Linked DNA regions of Mus musculus: regions 1, 2, 3, 4, 5 and 6 are each linked to region 7. Evidence: chromatin contacts called from public promoter capture Hi-C data. All regions are on one chromosome and are shown on one strand. Each heading gives the region's core, a stretch centred on a gene start, on an enhancer-like site or on the middle of the called end of the contact. The rest is flanking DNA. Distances are from core to core; before and after follow the strand shown.

What was found. Promoter capture Hi-C pulls out the DNA fragments that hold promoters and counts their contacts.
Region 1: a contact with region 7 is called in a promoter capture Hi-C map of hippocampal neurons, with 7 times the contacts expected there. The contact joins the promoter of Tubg1 here to the promoter of Rapgefl1 in region 7. A contact is called at or near these places in 2 of 39 promoter capture datasets (hippocampal neurons and pre-B cells) and 1 of 115 datasets of contacts at active chromatin or transcription factors (astrocytes).
Region 2: a contact with region 7 is called in a promoter capture Hi-C map of pre-B cells, with 6 times the contacts expected there. The contact joins the promoter of Atp6v0a1 here to the promoter of Rapgefl1 in region 7. A contact is called at or near these places in 2 of 39 promoter capture datasets (hippocampal neurons and pre-B cells).
Region 3: a promoter capture Hi-C map of hippocampal neurons shows a contact between it and region 7, with 5 times the contacts expected there. The contact joins the promoter of Stat5a here to the promoter of Rapgefl1 in region 7. A contact is called at or near these places in 1 of 39 promoter capture datasets (hippocampal neurons) and 1 of 115 datasets of contacts at active chromatin or transcription factors (embryonic forebrain).
Region 4: a contact with region 7 is called in a promoter capture Hi-C map of liver, with 3 times the contacts expected there. The contact joins the promoter of Stat3 here to the promoter of Rapgefl1 in region 7. A contact is called at or near these places in 2 of 39 promoter capture datasets (the C10 cell line and liver).
Region 5: a promoter capture Hi-C map of the 3T3-L1 cell line shows a contact between it and region 7, with 6 times the contacts expected there. The contact joins the promoter of Cavin1 here to the promoter of Rapgefl1 in region 7. A contact is called at or near these places in 2 of 39 promoter capture datasets (the 3T3-L1 cell line and hippocampal neurons).
Region 6: a contact with region 7 is called in a promoter capture Hi-C map of hippocampal neurons, with 8 times the contacts expected there. The contact joins the promoter of Mlx here to the promoter of Rapgefl1 in region 7. A contact is called at or near these places in 5 of 39 promoter capture datasets (the 3T3-L1 cell line, the C10 cell line, hippocampal neurons and 2 more) and 1 of 9 other capture datasets (liver).

What each region holds. Positions count from the first base shown.
Region 1 is chr11:101,118,769-101,121,468 of GRCm38.p6, reverse strand. Tubg1 (tubulin, gamma 1) reads right to left here and starts at 1,352. Exons shown (of 11, transcript NM_134024.3): 1 at 1,227-1,352; 2 at 810-922; 3 at 471-638. The coding sequence starts at 1,275. It overlaps Retreg3 (reticulophagy regulator family member 3), which reads left to right and starts at 1,628. Exons shown (of 9, transcript NM_026501.3): 1 at 1,628-1,928. The coding sequence starts at 1,690.
Region 2 is chr11:101,008,182-101,010,881 of GRCm38.p6, reverse strand. It overlaps Atp6v0a1 (ATPase, H+ transporting, lysosomal V0 subunit A1), which reads right to left and starts at 1,441. Exons shown (of 22, transcript NM_016920.4): 1 at 1,318-1,441.
Region 3 is chr11:100,857,943-100,860,642 of GRCm38.p6, reverse strand. It overlaps Stat5a (signal transducer and activator of transcription 5A), which reads right to left and starts at 1,292. Exons shown (of 20, transcript NM_011488.3): 1 at 1,063-1,292; 2 at 67-159. It also overlaps a transcript of Stat5b not described here.
Region 4 is chr11:100,938,248-100,940,947 of GRCm38.p6, reverse strand. Stat3 (signal transducer and activator of transcription 3) reads left to right here and starts at 1,408. Exons shown (of 24, transcript NM_213659.3): 1 at 1,408-1,692. It overlaps Gm46295 (a long non-coding RNA gene), which reads right to left and starts at 2,610. Exons shown (of 2, transcript XR_001780333.2): 1 at 2,462-2,610; 2 at 706-1,875.
Region 5 is chr11:100,969,174-100,971,873 of GRCm38.p6, reverse strand. It overlaps Cavin1 (caveolae associated 1), which reads left to right and starts at 1,257. Exons shown (of 2, transcript NM_008986.2): 1 at 1,257-1,884. The coding sequence starts at 1,408.
Region 6 is chr11:101,085,916-101,088,615 of GRCm38.p6, reverse strand. Mlx (MAX-like protein X) reads right to left here and starts at 1,326. Exons shown (of 8, transcript NM_001159385.1): 1 at 1,249-1,326; 2 at 826-862; 3 at 291-380; 4 at 1-18. The coding sequence starts at 1,290. It overlaps Coasy (Coenzyme A synthase), which reads right to left. Exons shown (of 10, transcript NM_001305982.1): 9 at 2,472-2,618; 10 at 1,997-2,368. The coding sequence ends at 2,306.
Region 7 is chr11:98,835,476-98,838,175 of GRCm38.p6, reverse strand. It overlaps Rapgefl1 (Rap guanine nucleotide exchange factor (GEF)-like 1), which reads right to left and starts at 1,391. Exons shown (of 15, transcript NM_001080925.1): 1 at 503-1,391. The coding sequence starts at 1,022.

The sequences.
Region 1 (2,700 bases), core at 103-2,602, 2.3 Mb before region 7:
AGCACATTCCTAGAACCTGCCAAATAAACAGTACTGATACAGCCGTGGAGCTTGGAGGTGTGTTATCAGACATTTCTACAGTGAGAGGCCTGAGTGCTGACAATAAGGTAACGAGATACATCAACATAGCCTTCCTTCTCCATTGCGCATTGGTTTTGCTAAGTGAAGTTTGAAATATCTTTGATTTCAGAGTTTTGTTTTGAGTCTGAAGAAGTAGATAAAATATCATAAACCCATGGTACTTACTTCTAGGGTTAGTCAGAGGTTTACAAAGATAACACAGAAAGTATTTAAATGGCCTGCAACAAAGCACTAGCTAGACTGCGTCCTTAGCGTTCCAGTTAGCTCCTGGAGCCATGGCTATCTTACTCAGCACTCGAACATCTCTGACCTAGTTTCATCTGTAGAAAAACCACAGGGCCTGTGCCCACCCACAGAGTTGAGAGCCCTTCAGGGGAACAGCAAATGACCTGGGAGAATCCGCTGGCCCAGTTGTTGCCAGCTCCTCCGCCATGCTCCGACAGGTAGATGTTCTCTGGGTTGTAGAGCTTAGCATAGGAGGAGTTTAGGATGGAATGGATCACCCGGGGCTCCAGGTCCAGCAGCACAGCCCGGGGGATGTAGTGCTCATCATCTGCCTGTCAGAGGGAAGCCAGGATGGGTCAAGTCCTGAAGCCTCCCAACTCTGGCTCCTGCAGGCTCTCCCTCAAGATAGCCACTCTGTTCCCATCCATCCACTCAGAGTTTCCCAGCACCAGATCGCGCTGCCAGTCCCGCCAGGGTCCTGGTCAAGTCACTTGGGGGAGCACCTGGTAGAAAAAGACGTCCTTTCGGTCAGTGCCCTCCGTGGCGAACTCTTCTACGATGCCCTCGGGACTGATGCCATGCTCGGCACATAGCTGTTTCCAGAACTCGAACCCAACTAAGAGAGGGAGGCGGAAGGTGAAGAAAAAAGATACGTGAGTCTGGGTAGGTTCCAAATAGCCAGTGGGGGATTTGAACGCCTGGGTCTAGGGATCTAGATTAGCCTTGGGACTCCCTAGTGTCTAGGCCAATGACTGGACAGGGGAAGGTCCATTGGCTTTAGGCAGTTGGGCACAGGGTTGGGAATCGCCTTTGTGGGGGAGAACTAGGATTCTGCAGACAGACCGAAGCTATGACCTTATTGCGAGGGCCTCTTGCACCTAAGGAACCTGGGAGGCAGAGGGTCTGGGAGGTTCGCTCACTCTGATTGCCGCACTGGCCCAACTGTAGGGTGATGATTTCTCTCGGCATCGCTCCTCAGACATCGGCGTTGCAGTCTCTCCCGCCAGCAACACCGCCGACCGCTAGCGCGCTCGCCGGCAAGACGCAGGCGCCAGACAATGCGCTCCACCCCTAATCGTTCTCCGCTCCAATGGGAGCTGGGTTCTGCAGATGAAATTTCCTCCTTCATCGGGCTTCAGTCGTGCGAGTTGCGCGTGCGCGGCTCCGAATCGCGCTCAGCGCCGGGAACGCATTTCGACGCAGTGTTCTCTTCCGTCTGATGAATGCGCACCGGAGCGTCTGCGCATGCGCGCGTGGGCGTTCCGGCACTTGCCCCGCCCCGCCCCTTCTCCGCCCGGCCGCAGCCAAATCGTGCTTCTGCGCAGTCGGTGTTATTGTGACTCCCGGGCCGTGGCCCCGGATGTTGTGGCTGCTGAAGGGGAGATGGAGGAGGCTGAAGGGGTGGCCGCGGCCCCGGGTCCAGCTTCGGGGTTGGCTTTCAGGGGCCGCCGAGCTATGTCCGGCTCCTGGGAGCGCGACCAGCAGGTTGAGGCGGCGCAGCGGACCCTGGTGGAGGTGCTGGGCCCTTACGAGCCTCTGCTGAGCCGGGTGCAGGCAGCCCTGGTGTGGGAGCGGCCGGCCAGGAGCGCCCTGTGGTGCCTGGGGCTGAACGCGGCGTTCTGGTGAGACACCCGGACCCTCACTGACCCTACTAGGCGGGAATTCCTCAGGTTGTTCTGGGGGGGGGGGTGTCGATCTCTCACCTGCCCTGTCCTGCCTTCTTTCGTCGCCCTGGCTGCTTCTGATACTTGCCTGATAATGCTTCACTTTCCCCAGCATCCCGCCTGCCTCCAGGCTTTGGCACCCCGGGTGCTCGCAGGGCCTTCCTGGTCTTCTCCACTTGCCCCCACGACTCGCCAGAGAATCTGGTACCATCCCGTGTCGCTCGCAGTAAGCCGGGGTGCCTCTTGTTAGCGAGAGAAAGTGATTTCACTTCGAGACCATTTCCTCCGTTTCTCTTGCTTGCCCCAGGGTGGTGGTTCCGAGAGGTTTTAACTTAACGATGATGGGAGGAGAGGCAGAAGGGTATCCCTGGGTGTGAGGAGGAAAACAAGCTTGAGCCGGTTATCATGGATTATTAGCATGTTAGATACCGTCTCACCCAGTCAAGTTGGTGAAGTTTGTGTGGAGTTTCAGCTTGAAAGAAAAGTAGATGTATTAAGAAGGAAAAAATTAAAAAACAGTGGTGATCTTTCATCTGTTTCAGAGCCACTTAGGATTGCAACGCTTCCCCCCAAAAATTAGACCTTAGCTGTGGTTCAAGGAGTTTGAGGCTGTCTGAGAGCCGTTGAGTTCTCTTTCACTGGACAAGTGGCTTTATATTAAAGTGTGTGTTTCATTCTCTGGAAAAAATGAGAGCACCTAGGAGGAGTTTGGGCTTCATCGAGTCTACCA
Region 2 (2,700 bases), core at 192-2,691, 2.2 Mb before region 7:
GAAAACAGTATTCCTCTTCTAAGGAACTCCAACATATTAACATCATTTTAAAAAAAGACAAAGGAGCCCACACAGCTTAATTTCAATTCAGGCATGACAGGAAAACGTTGGTAATGACAAAGCACTTTTAACAAGCCGGAGGAAAAGCCTTCCACCTCTGCAGCTTCCTGCGACTCATCCCCATCCTCAAAGACAACTGCCTTCTTCTATCTGTCAAGTCTCTCCTAGGAGCCTGAAGGCTTCCGTTCAGGTCAGCAGCTGGCGCTATCAGTGGTACTGAAAATGCAATTATTTATTCGCGATAAGCTCCCCGCTCAGCTTCGGTACAGCAGCATCTGCAGTATCTATCCTCAACAGATCATCATGCACTGCATCACTTTTAATGTCGTAACGTCATGCAAATTCCATGTTAATCGATAGATAAGACTGATGTTTCCGAGAAGATTTGCCCTTCGGGAAGGCAGGAAGACATTTTGAGGAACCCGAAAAACAAATCCTTTCGGCATTAGGTGTTCAAGGAGAGCAAAATAACACACTCGACTAAAAGCAAGCATTTCTCAAGAGATTATGTGGGTTGACTTAAGAATATGAATCACCCACATAAGCTATAACCAGTCCTTTCCACCTTGAACGAGGATAGATGCCACAACCTCAAAATAAATGAAATCATGTCTGACAGGCATAGCTGACAGGGCTGACAGGGCTGACAGCCTCCAGTGAGTTACCGCCCTCCTCCTGTTCCTTCATGATTACAGGCCTCTCCAAGACTATCTCTACCCCCACTGAAACCAAACACAATACGAATTTGGAAAAGCGGTTTCCAGGGGTCGCGAAATGAAGTACGAAGAAAGTAATTCTGCAAAAGGGTGATCCAAACCCAAGGTCCTCCCAGGAGGACTCTCGCTCGGATTCTCCAATCCTCCCTTTCTAGCAGGGAGCATTTGTCGTTCACCTCTTCGTTTCTAAGCTGCACAGTGAGAGCGCAGAAATTTTCTGGACCAGGCATAACCTGTCTCCTGGTTAGGGAAGAAATCCCCAAATTGTAAGACCCTTTAAGAAATCCCCCCAGATCACTCTGCCTATCCGATCTCTTCTGTCCTTTCGCCTCCTCCTCTCCCGGGTCATTCCTGAGCAGTGGCCCTCCAGTTCCTCTGCCCACAGGAAGGGTGTCCGAAGAGGGAGATGAGCCCCCCATATTTTTCTCAGAGACCTAAGATCCTGGCTAATTCTTCTGACAAGCATCCGAGGTATCCGAGTGCGCTCCACGTCCCCTCGAAAGCCACTCGGGGAAGCGCTCTTTCTACAACCCCAGCTCACCTCTCGCCGGCTCCGCCGCCGCCGCGACCGCAGCCGCCGCAGCAAAGCGACCCCGGCTCAGGCTGAGCAGAGTCGCCGACCAGCGTACGCAAGCAAGGCTCCGCCCCCACGCCACCGTCGAGTCCCGCCCCCGAGATGATTTCATCTCAGTTGACCAATAGGATGCTGCCTCTCCCCTGCTGCCGCAGTGCAGAGTCTATGGGGCTCGGGCGAGTCCTGGTGTGCAGTCGCCATCTTTGTTCCGGCGTTGTGATTTCTATCCCAGTTTGGAAGTCATCTGGGCTGGGCGTGTGACTTTTGAAGTGTTTGCCTTTTGAGCCCATCAGAATCCTTTCTCTCTATTATCCTCGGAGCAAGGTTACCTGCCATCTCTACTTTCCAGAGAACCAATTCACAACTTTTTCTTGGAGAAAGCAGCATGAAAGAAATGGGCACATTATAGAATGATCTGAGAGCTTGAAGGGAGCCTCAAAGCTAGTCTTCTTTACGTATACGCATCCTATGTCGTTCTTAGACCTCTGAAAATATTTGAGCCCCAGACTGGAGAGCGACTTAAGATAAGTCCTATATTAGAGACATAGGATCTCGTCCACTTACAAAGTATCGGATTCATTCTTCCAGCAGCTACCTAGGATTTACACTTATCCAAATTGGAAAAAAAAAAAAAATCCCCGGAAGACCACATGTTGACAAAGTAATTATTTTTATCTTGCTTACTAGGTTTCTGTGAACCCATCTGACCACGTAGGAGTTTTCAGTTCCTCATATATCTTTTGAATGCAAAATAATACCTACCTTTTTTTTTTAAAGCTCCTTTTCTAAATATTGATAGAGTCCTTTCCCCCCAATTAAAGAAGAGTAGGGAGTCAGCAGAAACATCAGGAGGAACTTGGAGAACTGGTCAGTCAGTCTCTGTGGGTGGCGGAACTCATTGAGATTCAAGTGTAGTGAAGGAGGTATTTCGGATTTAAAAAAAAAAAAAAAAGCAACTTGTACTGATAATTTTTATCTGCTTGGCAGAAGTATTACAAAACGTGTTTTGTGAGCCCGAACAAAATGATGGACACAGTGAACATTTTATTTGAATTTTTCTACTGCACATGGTAATTGAAGGTATTGCTTCATTACAATTCTCTCGAGAAGCAGCATTTCTGAGACCTAGGCTTTACGGTTTTCACATTCTGAAGCTCCTTCTACAGGCAGGGACCCACAATTGAAATCCTGCCAAGTATTTCACAATGACTGTCACTTCCTTCCTCGTAGACTTAGAAAAAAAAAGCTAACCTCAGAGTCAGCTGCTTCCTAACCGCAAACAAGTGTTTCATACACTACCTGTAAGAAAGCCTATCCCGGACTATAGTTCACTTGAGTTGTTTCTACACC
Region 3 (2,700 bases), core at 43-2,542, 2.0 Mb before region 7:
GGGACGTGGCTGCAGCCTAGATCCTCTGTCCACGCGCCGCGGGCGGAGTCACGGCGACCCACCCACCTGGTGCTGCGGAGCGCCTGCGGCTGTCGCTCCAGGCCGGGGCTTCTGACGGCTCCTGACGGCTCTTGACGGCGGCGGCGGTGGAGGCTGTTACTACAGGAAGGAGCAGAGAGCAGCGATTTCCTCCTCAAAGGTCAGCTGCCTCCGATAGACCAAACACAGCGCGCGAGCTCGCCCCAGCACCCCTCCCAGCAGCGGTCGCTCCCTCCTTGCCTCCGCCCTCGATTACCGGCGCCCCGGCGAGTGCGCCAGGGCGCCCCGCTTACAAGACCGACCACTAGGCTGGGCGGCGCTGGGCTGAGGACAGCCCCTACAGCGGGGTGCCCCCTCCCTACACACACACTGGGACTCCCGGTCTGTGCTCCCCTGCGGCTCCGGGGGTGGGTGGGTGGGGAATGAGGGAGGAGCGTCCTGGGACAGCTGAACTGGAGCAGCCAGAGGGTGCCGGGAAGTCCCAAACTCTGAAAATCCCTAACTAGGGCCTCAGTTTTATCATCTGTTAAAAATAAATAAATAAAATAAAAGAGGGGGAGGAAGAAAAGAAAAAAAAATCTACCTAGAGATGGCTCCTACCTCTGGAGTCAACTAGTCTGTCTCTAGATTTACAAAGTTTTGTGTGTGTGTGTGTGTGTGTGTACACGCGCATGTTCAGGTAAGGGTGCATGTGGCTTCTATGCCTGCAGAGTCAAAACTTTAGAAGGACTGGCGATCCCAGAGAAGCCAAGCCTACTTCTAAGGTCTCCCACCTAGCATGACTTCCACCACATGACCTTCCCCCTTAAAGCCGAGCAAGAAAGACCTTGGTAATCATAGGTTTCAACCCCCCACACCCCCTTCTGACCTTTGCAGGTAAGAAACGTCAATCCAGAGAAGAGAAGGGGCCTGCCCAGGACCTCACTGTGGTCACATCACAGTCTCATCATCAGACTGTGACCCACAAACCACTCGGGAGTCCATCCAGTGACCTAGAAGGGTCACACCTGAAGCTGGTCCTACCTTCTAAACAGGCGCAGGAAGGGGTAGCCGGCACTTTCTAACTTCACATCTGCCTGCAGACTTTGCCGGGCAGCAGACCTGCTCCCTGGAGCTTTGCCTGGATCATAGTCCCCATCCCGAAGAGTTCCCCTCAAGGCCCAGGGGTTGGACAAGGCCAGGCTGGAAGTCTGCCATCCCCTTTGCCCAGCTTCCCTCTCCTCTGGGCCTCCTCTCTGCCTGGAAGTTGGCATGGGCAGTACCAAAGGAGGGGCCAGCCTGGCTGCCTACTCGAATACCATCCGGGCCAAGACCCAGTGGCCTGGAGGGATCATTTTAATTGGCTTCCTCTCTTACTAATTTCTTCTTGTATCTTTTCTTTCCATTCCGAGTTCCTGATCCTTCTTTCTGGTCTTTGGACCTCCTCTTTTACTCTTTTTTTTTTTTTTTTCAACTTTAGAGGTGGGGAAAACCTGAACCTTTTCTGCAGAAGTTGAAATGTCTGGGCTGTCCCCGCCCTCTGTGTGTGGTCACAGTGACTTTACTTGGCAGGATCACGAGGAAAGGAATTGAAAACAGGGGGGGGGGGGGTTTGCAAGGAGGATCAGAGGATGGGAGAGACCTTGCTCTTCAGATGCTCTGCCAGGACCAGGTAGGGTAAGGGGCTCAGGAGGAGTAGGCATAAGCCTTTTCCCGTCTTTCCCCTCTACTCTGTACAATGGATTGACCGGGAGCCAGTTAGACCCTCCGCTCCAGATGAACATCAACATGCAAAGCTGCCAGTGGCCTTAAAGGTGACTTTACCAATGGGAACAATAAAAGGCCAGATAGGGGAAGTGACTTGACCAGACTCTTGGAGCCAGTGTGACAGATCCAAGCCCATTGCCTCATGGTAGGTGGACCCCACTTGGCACCTGTGTCCCCCAGTCTTTCACAGTGGACGTGACAGTAGATTCATTAGGTTTCCTAAGTTCTCTGAGCTACATCTGTAGGCAGAGGACCACGCTGGTCATGCCCTCCATCTGGACACCTGAGAGTGGGTGTGGTACAAGAACTGCCCACCCACTTCCAGGCATTGACTTCTCCAGACCCCTCCCCCAGGACCCACAGAAGTCTGGGGCTCCCACATCTGGCTGGGCTGGGCTGGGCTTGCTGGGAAGGTGGTTAGGCCTGCTTACTCAAAAGCTAGCGGGGAGGTGCCACCCAGCAGAAGTGTAGGAGAGTCTGCAGAACCCACTCATGTCCCCAGACCTTACCAGGACCCAAAGGTAGCTGGCTCCCTGCCTTGCTTCTGGCTCTCTCCTCATTGGGCCGTTTTGAGGTTCCTAATCCTTGTATCTTTAAACATCATTTTCTTGTTTCTTATCACTATTGTGTGTGCATATGCTGTGGCCCTCCTGTGGAGGGAACAACAACCATGGAATAATGTCTCTCTGTCAACCGTGCTTGCCAAACTTGCTTGGCAAGCGCCTTTACCCACTGAGACGTTTTGCCAGTTCATCTGGTTGCATCTTCCACTGCTCCATTCTACCTTTTTCTATGCCTCTGCTATCTCGAAGATACTCACTGGGCAGGTGGGGTGTGGGGCAATTTTACAGCTTTCCCAAGATGGGCGCTGAGGAAGGAGGCTGTTGAGTTAGGTTGGTGACAGAGGTGTCTGTG
Region 4 (2,700 bases), core at 159-2,658, 2.1 Mb before region 7:
ATCACATATACATACAAATCACTGCAGTACGCAGAGTTCATTCTCTATGACAGAAAGCCAAGCATATACACGTACCATGAACTGCTGATTCCAACTCAGTAAAATCTGTACTCCCAACATACAAGACGTGAAATAGGTCAGATAATTTCAAGAGCGTCAAGACCCCCCCCAAAAGACTAAATGGATGTTACTCCTAACTCCTGCCACTCTAGTTAAGCAGTAGTGGGAAAGTGTGGAAGAACTGGTTTGTCTCAATTGGACATTTAAGTTTAATGGTGAAAGACTAGTTAATGTTAACAATGAATCCTAAAATCATCAGAATATTTTATGGGCTTTCTCTCTGTGTGTGTTAGCTTCAGTTCTTAAAATTAAGTGCCTAATTAAAAGTGATTTAATTTTGTCTGCACGTTTTTCTGCACAAGGTGTGTGTCTTTGCTGCGGGCAGAGGCCTGAGGAGGGCTTCAGATCCCCCCCCCCCCCCCAGACCCCAGAGTGGAGTTACAAATGGCTAAGAGCCATCTTGTGGGATGCTGGAACTTGAACTTGAATTTTTACCAGGATCAGCCTGGCAGTCCCCTTAACTTAGGCATCCCTCTAGCTCCTAAAATAAGTACCTTTTAATGGAAACAAGTTGGTCAAAACTATCTTTCAGAATTTCAAGACCCAGTATAACAGTTTAAAAAAAAAAGAACTCAGACACACGTGGAAATGGCAAGTACTGTGTATTCGTGTCAGCTGTCATGCATAGGCTCTCTGCATTTCTGTGAGCTGACCAATCAGCCTTGCTGTTGAGATTCAGGTTTGAAATGGTGGAACAGAGAACCGGGTTATAGCCACTATTCTCCCCCACGCAATCTAGTAATTACTCTATTTCCACGTCATATTTCCGGGTGTATGCCCATAATCACGCAGAACTGAAGTTCAGAGCAGCCAGGAGTTGCCCATGTTCTTTTTTGATGTCTCCACAAACCCAAATGCTTAAGTGGGGTGACACCTGGGGACCGCCTAAGTGGCTGATTCCCACGTGGTAAGGAGCTCACAAACTCGCCCCCACGTGGTGCCAAGGGCCGGGAAAAGGGAGAGCGGGCAGAAGCGAGCCGTATCAGGGCATTTAAAGTGTCTTGACGTCACGCACTGCCAGGAACTCAGCTGAGTTTTCAGCAGGACATTCCGCTAATGTCTCCTCCCTCCCCCCGGGCTTTTTTGTAAGCTAGGCCTCTGCGCGTCCCTTGGTCGCGGAGGGAGGAGCACAAAGCTCTCAGAACAGCCAACTCAGGGAGGTGTGCCCAGAGCTCTCGACCCCGCCTTCTCTCCTAGAGGCGTTTTTCATTGGTTAGTGGGCGGGGCTTAGGAAGTACAGCGCTCGCCCGGAGGCCTCAGGGTGGCCTAGCCAGCTGGCCATTCCTTAATTATGCATGGAGGCGTGTCTTGGCCAGTGGCGGCTGGGTGGGGATTGGCTGGAGGGGCTGTAATTCAGCGGTTTCCGGAGCTGCAGTGTAGACAGGGAGGGGGAACCTGGGGTTCCGACGTCGCGGCGGAGGGAACGAGCCCTAACCGGATCGCTGAGGTACAACCCCGCTCGGTGTCGCCTGACCGCGTCGGCTAGGAGAGGCCAGGCGGCCCTCGGGAGCCCAGCAGCTCGCGCCTGGAGTCAGCGCAGGCCGGCCAGTCGGGCCTCAGCCCCGGAGACAGGTGAAGGGGGTGCAGGGTGGGGCCACCTCCCCGACGGCACGGGGGACGGCATGGGGGACCCCACGGTTCGTCAGCTGTGGGGGTGCTTAGAGCTGTGAATGGACACTTACATGGGGCAGGAGGATAGGAGGAGACACACAGGGTCGTCCCGGCGGCACTGACGTCCGGATGACAGGAACCAGCCTGGGAAAGGAAGGGACGCTGTAAGTTTCGAGGGGGAGATGCGGAGAGAGAGTGGGGAGTTCTGGGGGGTGTAGGACCGTGGGGGGGAGGACATTCTAGGCTGAGGGTAACAGAACTGACAGAAGCGGCCCTCCTGTGACTGCTCCCGGAGGCTAGGGACGTTCGGGCCACCAGAGCCACTGCCACTCAGGTGGAGATCATTGGGGTGGAGGCGTTAGAAGGAGCCTCCTTCCTGCCCCTGTGCTGGGCCTGGCCGTTCCTTGCCTAGCCACTTTCTTTGCCTTGCTCCCGTTCCTTCTGTAGTCAGCTGTACCCACTTAGGAGGTGGGAACTGTTGTGTCTCTCCTCCTGCCTCTCCGCCCCTCCCCCTCCCCCTCCCCCCCCCCCCCCAGCCTCTGGGACTGGCTAGATTTTTTTCTTAAGAATCAGATTTCCTATAGAAAATTGACAAACTTGTATCCTTTCTAAATTCTCTCCCATCTCTTTCTGTGTTAAGCTATGATTTCCCCCACCTTGTTAAGAACACTTTTTTTTTTCCCAATTCAAAATAAATCCCTGGCCAAACCAGCTCTAAAGAGCAACAAACCTCTTTCCTCTTTGACATTGTTCTCTCATAAACACCTGGTAAACTCGACGAGACGATAAATAATTGAGCCATTGCATTTACTGGATCGTGGTGTTGCTTAATTGCACAGGCCAGGGTGAGCCAATCAAGAGTGGGAGTTTTCTGTCTCATAGCCAAGCTCTTGTGTAAAAGCAGAAGCTAGGGAAACAAAGACAGGCTGGCCTTGGCTGAGTTCTGTGTGTAAACTTTACCTGTTGGGG
Region 5 (2,700 bases), core at 8-2,507, 2.1 Mb before region 7:
ATTGATTGATTAGATCGACGACCCTCGAGTCTCCACAGAGCAGCGTTTAACTTAAGGAGGGTGGGCACCAGACTAGAAGTGACCTTTTGCCGAGAACCCATCCAGGCGGGGAACCCCAAGCCTGGTTTCCTAATCAGGGAAAAGGTTTTCAGTATCTCTGTGGGAAAGGGAATTGGGGTGGCTCCAGGGATTGCTGAGGGCCTGTGTCTAGAGACACAGGGCAGCCTGTGTCTCTAGACGTCTGTGCTAAGGACTTTTCTGCGCCTGCTCAGAACTGCCAGCTCCTTGGTGTTCAGCACCATGAAGAAAACTGTTCGCTTCCCCATTCGGTAGTACCGCTATAGTTGCCCCAATTCCTGCCCCAGGGAAAGGTACTGAGTACCGGTGGAGTTCAGAGACCTGGAGCTAAGAACAGATGGCAACAGTAACCTGGAGTGAACCCTGGAGAGCCACCTGCCTCCTCTTGGCCTTCTTTTCTCTGCTAGGTAAAGAGATGGGGTTCCGTGATCTCCCTGAATGCTCACCTAATATCCGAGAACCCAAGGGAAGAACGAGTCCGACGCTCACATTCTTAGAATTAGCTAGATATCTGCTGGAGGGGGCCCTGGGAGAAGTGACCAAAAGCTTTTACTTTATAATTTACTTCTCGCCTTAATCATGCCCTGTCCTTACAATTCTAAGAGAAACCTAGAGGCCCTTTCTAGGCCGTCACCCTTTCTGTCATTTCATCTCTTCCCTCTCTCTCACTAACAACCCCACAAGATTTGGGGGACAGTGGTAACTCAGTGTATAGATAGACGATGGGGGCAGACCCCCAAATCTTTGAAAAAGATTGTATAGGGCAAGGATCCTCCAAGGACATGAGGCATAGACACAAACTACTCGTTTACACCCAATTCACGCGCCATTTGGACCTCAGCTTGATCTTAAAAGGCTGGAGTGGGTTTGTGGGTGAGGAAAGAGAAAGAGTAGAGCACACTCCGAAGACCTAATTCCTTTCCGCAGCTCACATTCCTCTGCCCCAGTCCCGCTGCCGCAGCCTCCACTGCCAAGGGGGGCCCTAGACTCCCGCTCCAACTATTCCAACCATCCTGAACAGGGTGGGGCGCCCAGCTCTTGGGTTCCCCTCTGCTGCCCCTCCGGGGTTGGTCTCCCCTCCTGCCCCGGTTCCTCCCTTTCTGGGGTGGGGCCAGCCAATGGCCGACGGGACTCCGGGTTTGGTCTAGGAGCCGGGCAACTCGCAGATTCCCCGCCCCACAGTTCTGGCTAGAGTCCCGGTGCGCACGGACGTGGCTCGAGTTTCCTCCGCTCTGGGCTCCTGCTCGCTGTCCAGTCTCTCGCTCCTCCTTCTCTCCCGGTCTCCCGCTCCAGTTCCACCCGGTCGGCCCCGCACGGCTCCGGGAAGCCATGGAGGATGTCACGCTCCATATCGTTGAGCGGCCGTATTCCGGATTTCCCGATGCTTCCTCAGAGGGCCCGGAGCCCACCCAAGGGGAGGCGCGGGCCACGGAGGAGCCGTCGGGGACCGGCTCCGACGAGCTGATCAAGTCGGACCAGGTGAACGGTGTGCTGGTGCTGAGCCTTCTGGATAAAATCATCGGCGCCGTTGACCAGATCCAGCTGACCCAAGCCCAGCTGGAGGAGCGACAGGCGGAGATGGAGGGCGCTGTGCAGAGCATCCAGGGAGAGCTGAGCAAGCTGGGCAAGGCGCACGCCACCACGAGCAACACCGTGAGCAAGTTGCTGGAGAAGGTGCGCAAGGTCAGCGTCAACGTGAAGACCGTGCGCGGCAGCCTGGAGCGCCAGGCCGGCCAGATAAAGAAACTGGAGGTCAACGAGGCGGAGCTGCTGAGGCGCCGCAACTTCAAAGTCATGATCTACCAGGTGAGCCCGCGGGGCGGACCGCGCCCAGAGCTGGGGTCCCGGCCTGGGATCCGGGTGGGGACACCCGGCCGAGGCTCGTCTCTCCGCCAGCCCGGCCTGGTGAGAGCGGTCAGGAGCTCCTCCCCCCTTCCTGTGAACCCAGTTGGAGTGGGGTTTAGGGAGTGGCAAACTCTTGGGGCTCACAGAGGGGCGCACCCTGCGCCTTCCTCTCCAGGCTCCTCCCCACGGTCTCTAACTCCTATCGGAAAAGTTAGCGGGCTAGACTTGGGAACGCTGAATGCTCCCAGCTTGTCTCTGTCAAACGCCTTTCCACTTGGAGGAAGTTTTTTTTTTGGTGGGGCGGAGAGAGGGAAAAGGGAGGGAATGCCCGAGGTCTCTGGTGGTCTCTGTATGCCCCTCTGTAAGCAGACACTAAAGGTGGGGCCCGGGACCTGGGGCCTCCGGCGCTGCGGGCCCGATATAGCGGGTGATTCAGGGCTCAGGCACGCAGTGGCGGGGGCGCCATGCAAGGGACACGATCGTCAGCCCCCCACACCCTATCCCCGCGCCCCCGCACCAACCTCGGCTACCCACGCATGTCCCTAGGCCGCGATCTGCCCCTGGCCTCCAGGCACTTTCAGTTCCCAAGGGTCTTGCAGTGCGCGGGCGCCCTTGGCGCCTGCTGGGAGCGGGTGGGGCAGGTAGGGTGGGCGTTAGGAGTGTAAGTGGGGCGGGTGGAGGTGGCGGTCTGGGCGCAGTGAATCACCCCACCCCCGCATGATTGCGGGGGCCATGTCCCGAGCTGTGAAGGTGCTGGTGGGTGGAGGCTGCCGCACT
Region 6 (2,700 bases), core at 77-2,576, 2.3 Mb before region 7:
AATCACTGTCCTCATCATCTAAACTCAGAGATGGAGGAAGGAGAGATCACTTTACAGTACACTAAATCCAATTCGCCCACCCTTCCCCAGTTGGAAGGACCTGGTGCCCAGAGATGTTGAATAGAAAGAACCTAGTTAATCTCTGATGAGGTGAAAGACAGTGAGCCTCGGGCTTGGCACTGTTCCTGCCACCCCCATATGGAGAGCGGAGCTCCCTATCTAGGAAAGATACTAAAATGATGGAAGAGCTAAGTCTCCCCAGGTGTGCGACGGGCTATGTTGCTGCCTACCTGTGTTGGGGACAGAAGAGGCACTGGTGGAGCCGATGCTATTAGCTCTGGACACTACACTCCCCTTGTGGGTGCTTTCTACAAAAAGCCCTGGAAAAAAGAGGCCTCAAGTCACTAAGGATTGGGGAACACTGCCATGCCTTCAGTCACCTATGGGCACAATGGCTTCAAATGCTGACCTCTCGCCATCAACTCCAAAGCCAGTCACCACAGGCCTTCCATTTCATGCTGAAATGCTCCTGTCCCAGGGTCTACACTGCCCAGAGGACTTATTTCTGGCTCACACAGGAGCATCTGGATGCAGTGACTATGACCAGCTGTCACTGTTTCCATCATTTCCCATTCTAATGCAGAGGAACCAGGTGTGACCATGGTTGCTTCCTGCCTATTCTCCAGCTCCACCCTCACTTCTCAAGCCAAGTCCTTGGCGCAGTGACAGTGGACTGTGCTCAGGTGTGGCTGGCAAGACCATAAGAATCTACAGAGCCGAACCAGGAGTCATTCCTGACCCGCAGACAATGGAGAAGGCACTCACCAGGATCCAGGCTGTTGTCACTGTAGGCATACTCGACCTGCAGCACCAAGCAAGGGAGAAGCCTGTCAAACCTCTGCCTCTAGGAAGGCACGCGCAATCCGCGAAAGCTCATACCACAGGTGCAGGGACCACTGAATGGTTAAGCCAAGCCTTGGCTGGGCCTAGGGGGGCGTCGCCCCCTCTGTATGCTCCTACCGTCCCCGCCCCATCTCCCAGCTATGACCCCCTCGTTCCCGCACACACGCCCGTTTGTCTCCCCACCTTGGCACAGGCCGGGTGAGAGCTGTCTTCTCTGCAGCCCCGGGCCCCGGACAGCAGGGGAGACTCTGGGGATAGTTGGGGAGCCCCGCGTCTTCCGGACCCCCTACGTGCACGAGCCCGACCCGCCCTCCCCTCGCCGGCGTGCGCGTCCGCGAAGCTTGCCTTGACCCAAGGGTCCTCCGGAGAGGCGCCCGGCTCCGTCATCGTGAACCTACCGAACCGGAAACAAGCCAGCGGACTGGCCCCCAACCTCCAGGAAGAGGCGAGGCTCAGTCACGTGATCCAACCCACCAATCCGCAATTGTAGTCGTGAGCGGTGTGATAGCGCTGCGCTTGCGCCGCTCCAGTTTTTAACTGAATGTTGGAGGAGGCTAAATCTGGCCAATTCGCTTTAATGTAGGCAATGTCAGCCCCTAAGGGTCCCCACTGGCCTCCGAATGAGAATCTTCAATGGTGGCGATTTTCTGTGCAATGGAGCACCTCCAAAAAGATTGTCAGAGGGGCTAGAAGTGTAATTAGTTTAGTGGTAGAACCCGAGTGAGAGTACTAGCATCTGTCTGAACAGTGTGACACCTTGTACGCACGCGCACAGCTGGTCCGCCTGGCAATTGCTGCTGGGTCAAGAATTTCTCCTACATCACATGATCTGATCTAAGGGGGCACAAAGCCACCTCCAGCATCGGTCTCCCAACACTCAGCAGGTGCAGGACGCTAAGTCTTATAAAAATGCCTTTTAAGTTAAGCTTACAGTAAAGTCTATAACATACTCAAAAGCACATAACTAGTCACTGATAGGTTACACTTTACAGCACTCCTTGACTTCCAGCTCAGACCTTGCCCCTGAATTTGGAGTCTAACGTTCCAAAGGTATCTAGAGTCACTGGAGAGGAAACAGAAAACCACACAAGCAGCACTTGGAAACATCTTTAATTCAGTTACTGGGTCCAGACTTCACCAAACCCATCAACACTAGGTAGACATCACATCCACCACCAAAAAGCGGACAGAACCTCAGAGCGGATCGCTCCCCATTAGCTGTGTCCTCATTGCTGGACAAATTCCAGCATGCTAGGCGGACTTCCAAGCTTCTCTGTGTCCTGCACAGCTTAGCTTAAAGCCCCTGAGGCCAGATAGAGGGTAAACATCAAGGCCCCCATTTCTCCTCACCATTAGATTTGTTAGTTTCAAGGGCCAGTTTGGCGCCATAGAAAATCCACTGTCAGTTCCTGGTCTGGTAAGCCTTAGGGAGGCGCTTCTGTAGAAGATTCCACGCCTTTTCCACCTTTGGCCAGGCCAGAATGATACAAGAAAAGGCAAGGTCAGAAAAGCTAACCATTGAACCTTCCCTCCCCACAACCTAACCTAGTCTTTCCCTTTGCACCAACCTGGCTCTGTGTGACATGTGACTCCCACAAGGTGCTCAGAACCACGTTGCTCTGCTCTACCAGCTGCTGGCCGCTCATCTGGCTCTGCAGCCGGCTCTGAGCGGCTGCCTCACTTAGTCCATCCCTCTCAACAATGCGTCGAACAGCCTGGGCAATGGATGACACACGGGTCAGGAAGGGTCCTAGCCCAGTCTACTGGATCAGAGCAGGAGACCGTCTGCAGTGGGCT
Region 7 (2,700 bases), core at 142-2,641:
CCCTTAGAGACCTTCGAATTCATCCCCAATAAAAGCAGCCGAGTTCTGTGACTATCCACATGGCCCCACCAAGTGAGGCGCTCCTACACAGCCAGGGACTCCTGTCAGCGGTTTTCAGGCCTCAGCTATGGTCTGGAGGGCAGCGTACAACCTCAGCGGGAAAGCGTCCACCTTAGGGTGTCAGGCCCTAATTTAGGGGCGTGGGAGGAGGTAGGCAGTATCAAGGGCTCGTGGGAGACTGGCTTAAATAGCCGAGAGAGAGGGAGGGTAGTTGAAGGAGAGAGATGGTTTCCCTTCTTCCCCTAGAATGAAGCTAATGTGGGGAGGAAGGTGGGTGCGCATTACCATGCCCCTTCCCCTACATTACTTCGGGCTTCCCCTCATCCTCTACACCAACACTGAGGACAAGAAAAAACAATCAGGGAGCATCCCCCGGGCCAATCCCTCACCTCCCACCCCCAACCCCGTGCTCTCTTGCTCTGGGATGGATGAGCAGGCTTACCTGAGGCGCTGCTGTCCCTGGTGGTCCCTCCAGCCAGGCGCTCCAGAACCCGGTTCAGAAGATGCTCTGGCCGCTCGGGGGCGCCCAGGGGGGCCCAGGGTGGTGAAGCCAGGGGTTCGCCGGGGGATAGCTCATCTGAGGAGTACGAGGAAGGAGAGCGCAGGGGCACCCCAGATCCTATCGGCCCAGGCCCGGGAACCTCCTCTAGCTGCAGCCAACAGGGCCCCCCACTGCCCGGCTCCTCAGAGACCCCTAATGGCTCTCCCCCTTCCTCCTCAACGGGCGGCTCCAGCCCGGGCTCGGTTGGGGGCTCTCGGAGGAAAGCTGGGAGCAGCAGGCGAGACACGCTCTGACGCCGCTGCAGTGGCCGCAGTCCCCCGGCCGGACCGCCGCCCCCACCAGGGCCCCCACCCCCTCCAGGCCCTCCGCAGCAACCCGGACCCCCGCCGGGACCTCCAGTCACCGCTCGCCCCGCCAGCTGAGACGTCTGCTTCTTCAAAAATTTCTCCAGTGGCTTCATGCCCCCCCCCCCGCCCCTCTCTTAGGGGCCGCCGGGGGACCCAGGTGTCCCAGGCGCGGGCGGGGGGAGGCGGGGACACGATGCTCAGAGCCGGGGGAGCAGAGCCGAGGGCCGTGCCAGGCGTCGGACTGCGAGCGAGAGGTGGCCGAGCCTCGCTGGCCAGAGTCCAGTGGCCAGTGGCCGGGGGAGGTGCCAGAGGGAAGAGGAGCTCGCTCTCAGCGGCCCCCCATGCCGGCTGCGGCCGAAGGGTTGGCAGGCTGAGGGGCTGGTGTCCCCGTCTCAGCGCTCCGGGGCCGGGCTGAGGCGACAGAGGCAGCGGGCGGAGCGCAAGGCTGAGGACGCGGCGGCGGCTGCGCTCCTGGCCCCGGGGAAGGTGGCAGAATTGAGACCGCGCCCCCTCCTCCAGTCCCCGCCCCTACCCTGCTTAGGCCCGCCCCCGCCCGGCCGCGCGAGGCTTGAACTTGGGCTCTGGCGCTGACCGCGAGGAAAATTAGGACTTGGGTTTCTGACAGTCGCAGAAGGGCAAAGGCGAGGGAGAGATCTACCAAAGCAGAGGACTCCTGGCTCTTGATTACCGGGTCTCTTTTGAGCATTTCAAATAACCAGGGCATATGTTTGACCTTGGCACGCCTACCTGTGCACAGGTGAGGCTTATAAAGACTGCTGAACTCTTTGCATCTTTCCCACAATTTTATTTGGTCATTATCTTCCACCTGTTGAGAAGGGCTGGGACGGCGTCTTGGGTAAACTGGTATTGGCACTGGGGGCGGTACCCATATTCCTTTCTGATAGGGTTTAGGGGGTGGTGCAGGGCCGCCCTGTAAGGCAAGTACTGGCAAGTAGGAAAGAGCCAGGCAGAGGCCAGCAGGTTGTGGCAGGTCTAATTGGGGTGAAAAGAGATAGTAGACTGAAAGAGACGACCAAAAGCACAAGGGCATCTTAGCCCAGGTGGTAGCGAAGGGAAGCAAGACTGAAGAGATGTGTAAGTCCCCAAACTGCCAACTATCATCCATCACCTAGCACATTAGTGTATATAGCCATAGAATGGGAGAAATATTGCCCTTACTCCTGGTGGCTACGCCAGAGCATTCTGTCTCCCAGGGTACACTCCACTAGGATGGGGCTGTAGAGACAGTGTGAACACATCCAGGCTTGGTATACATGGTGAAGGAGTGGCACCGGGTTCCTGGTGGGCTGGTGTTCCTTGGGCAAAGTCCCACCCCTGTTTACTGTGCCTCAGCAAGGCATGGATGGACAGGAATGCTAAGAGCTGGGAGTGGTGAAACTGACAGGGTGTGTACTACACTTGTGTTGCTGTCGGTGCAAACTCAGTTCCATGTGTGCTAGAGCATGTGTTCACAGAAATAAAGCTCTGCACACCCATCTGGGGATTTGGAGAGGGAACAAAAAAAAAAAAAAAAAGAAAAAGAAAAAGAAAAAGAAAAAAAAAAGCTCCGATTTTGCTATGAAGCTGGATCTGAGCATTGGTTTCCTGGACAGCCTTAATTGGACACTCGGCCTCTCTTAAGGTTGGAAGTAGGAACTGGCCAGAGTGGCTTAGAGCTCCCCAGGTAACCTTTTAGGAACCAAGAAGAGGGGAGGGCTTCTCTTCTGCACATGCCACAGTTACCAGATTAAGCCGGTTGCCTTGGTAACCTCTTCTCTGGGCAGGATTTGG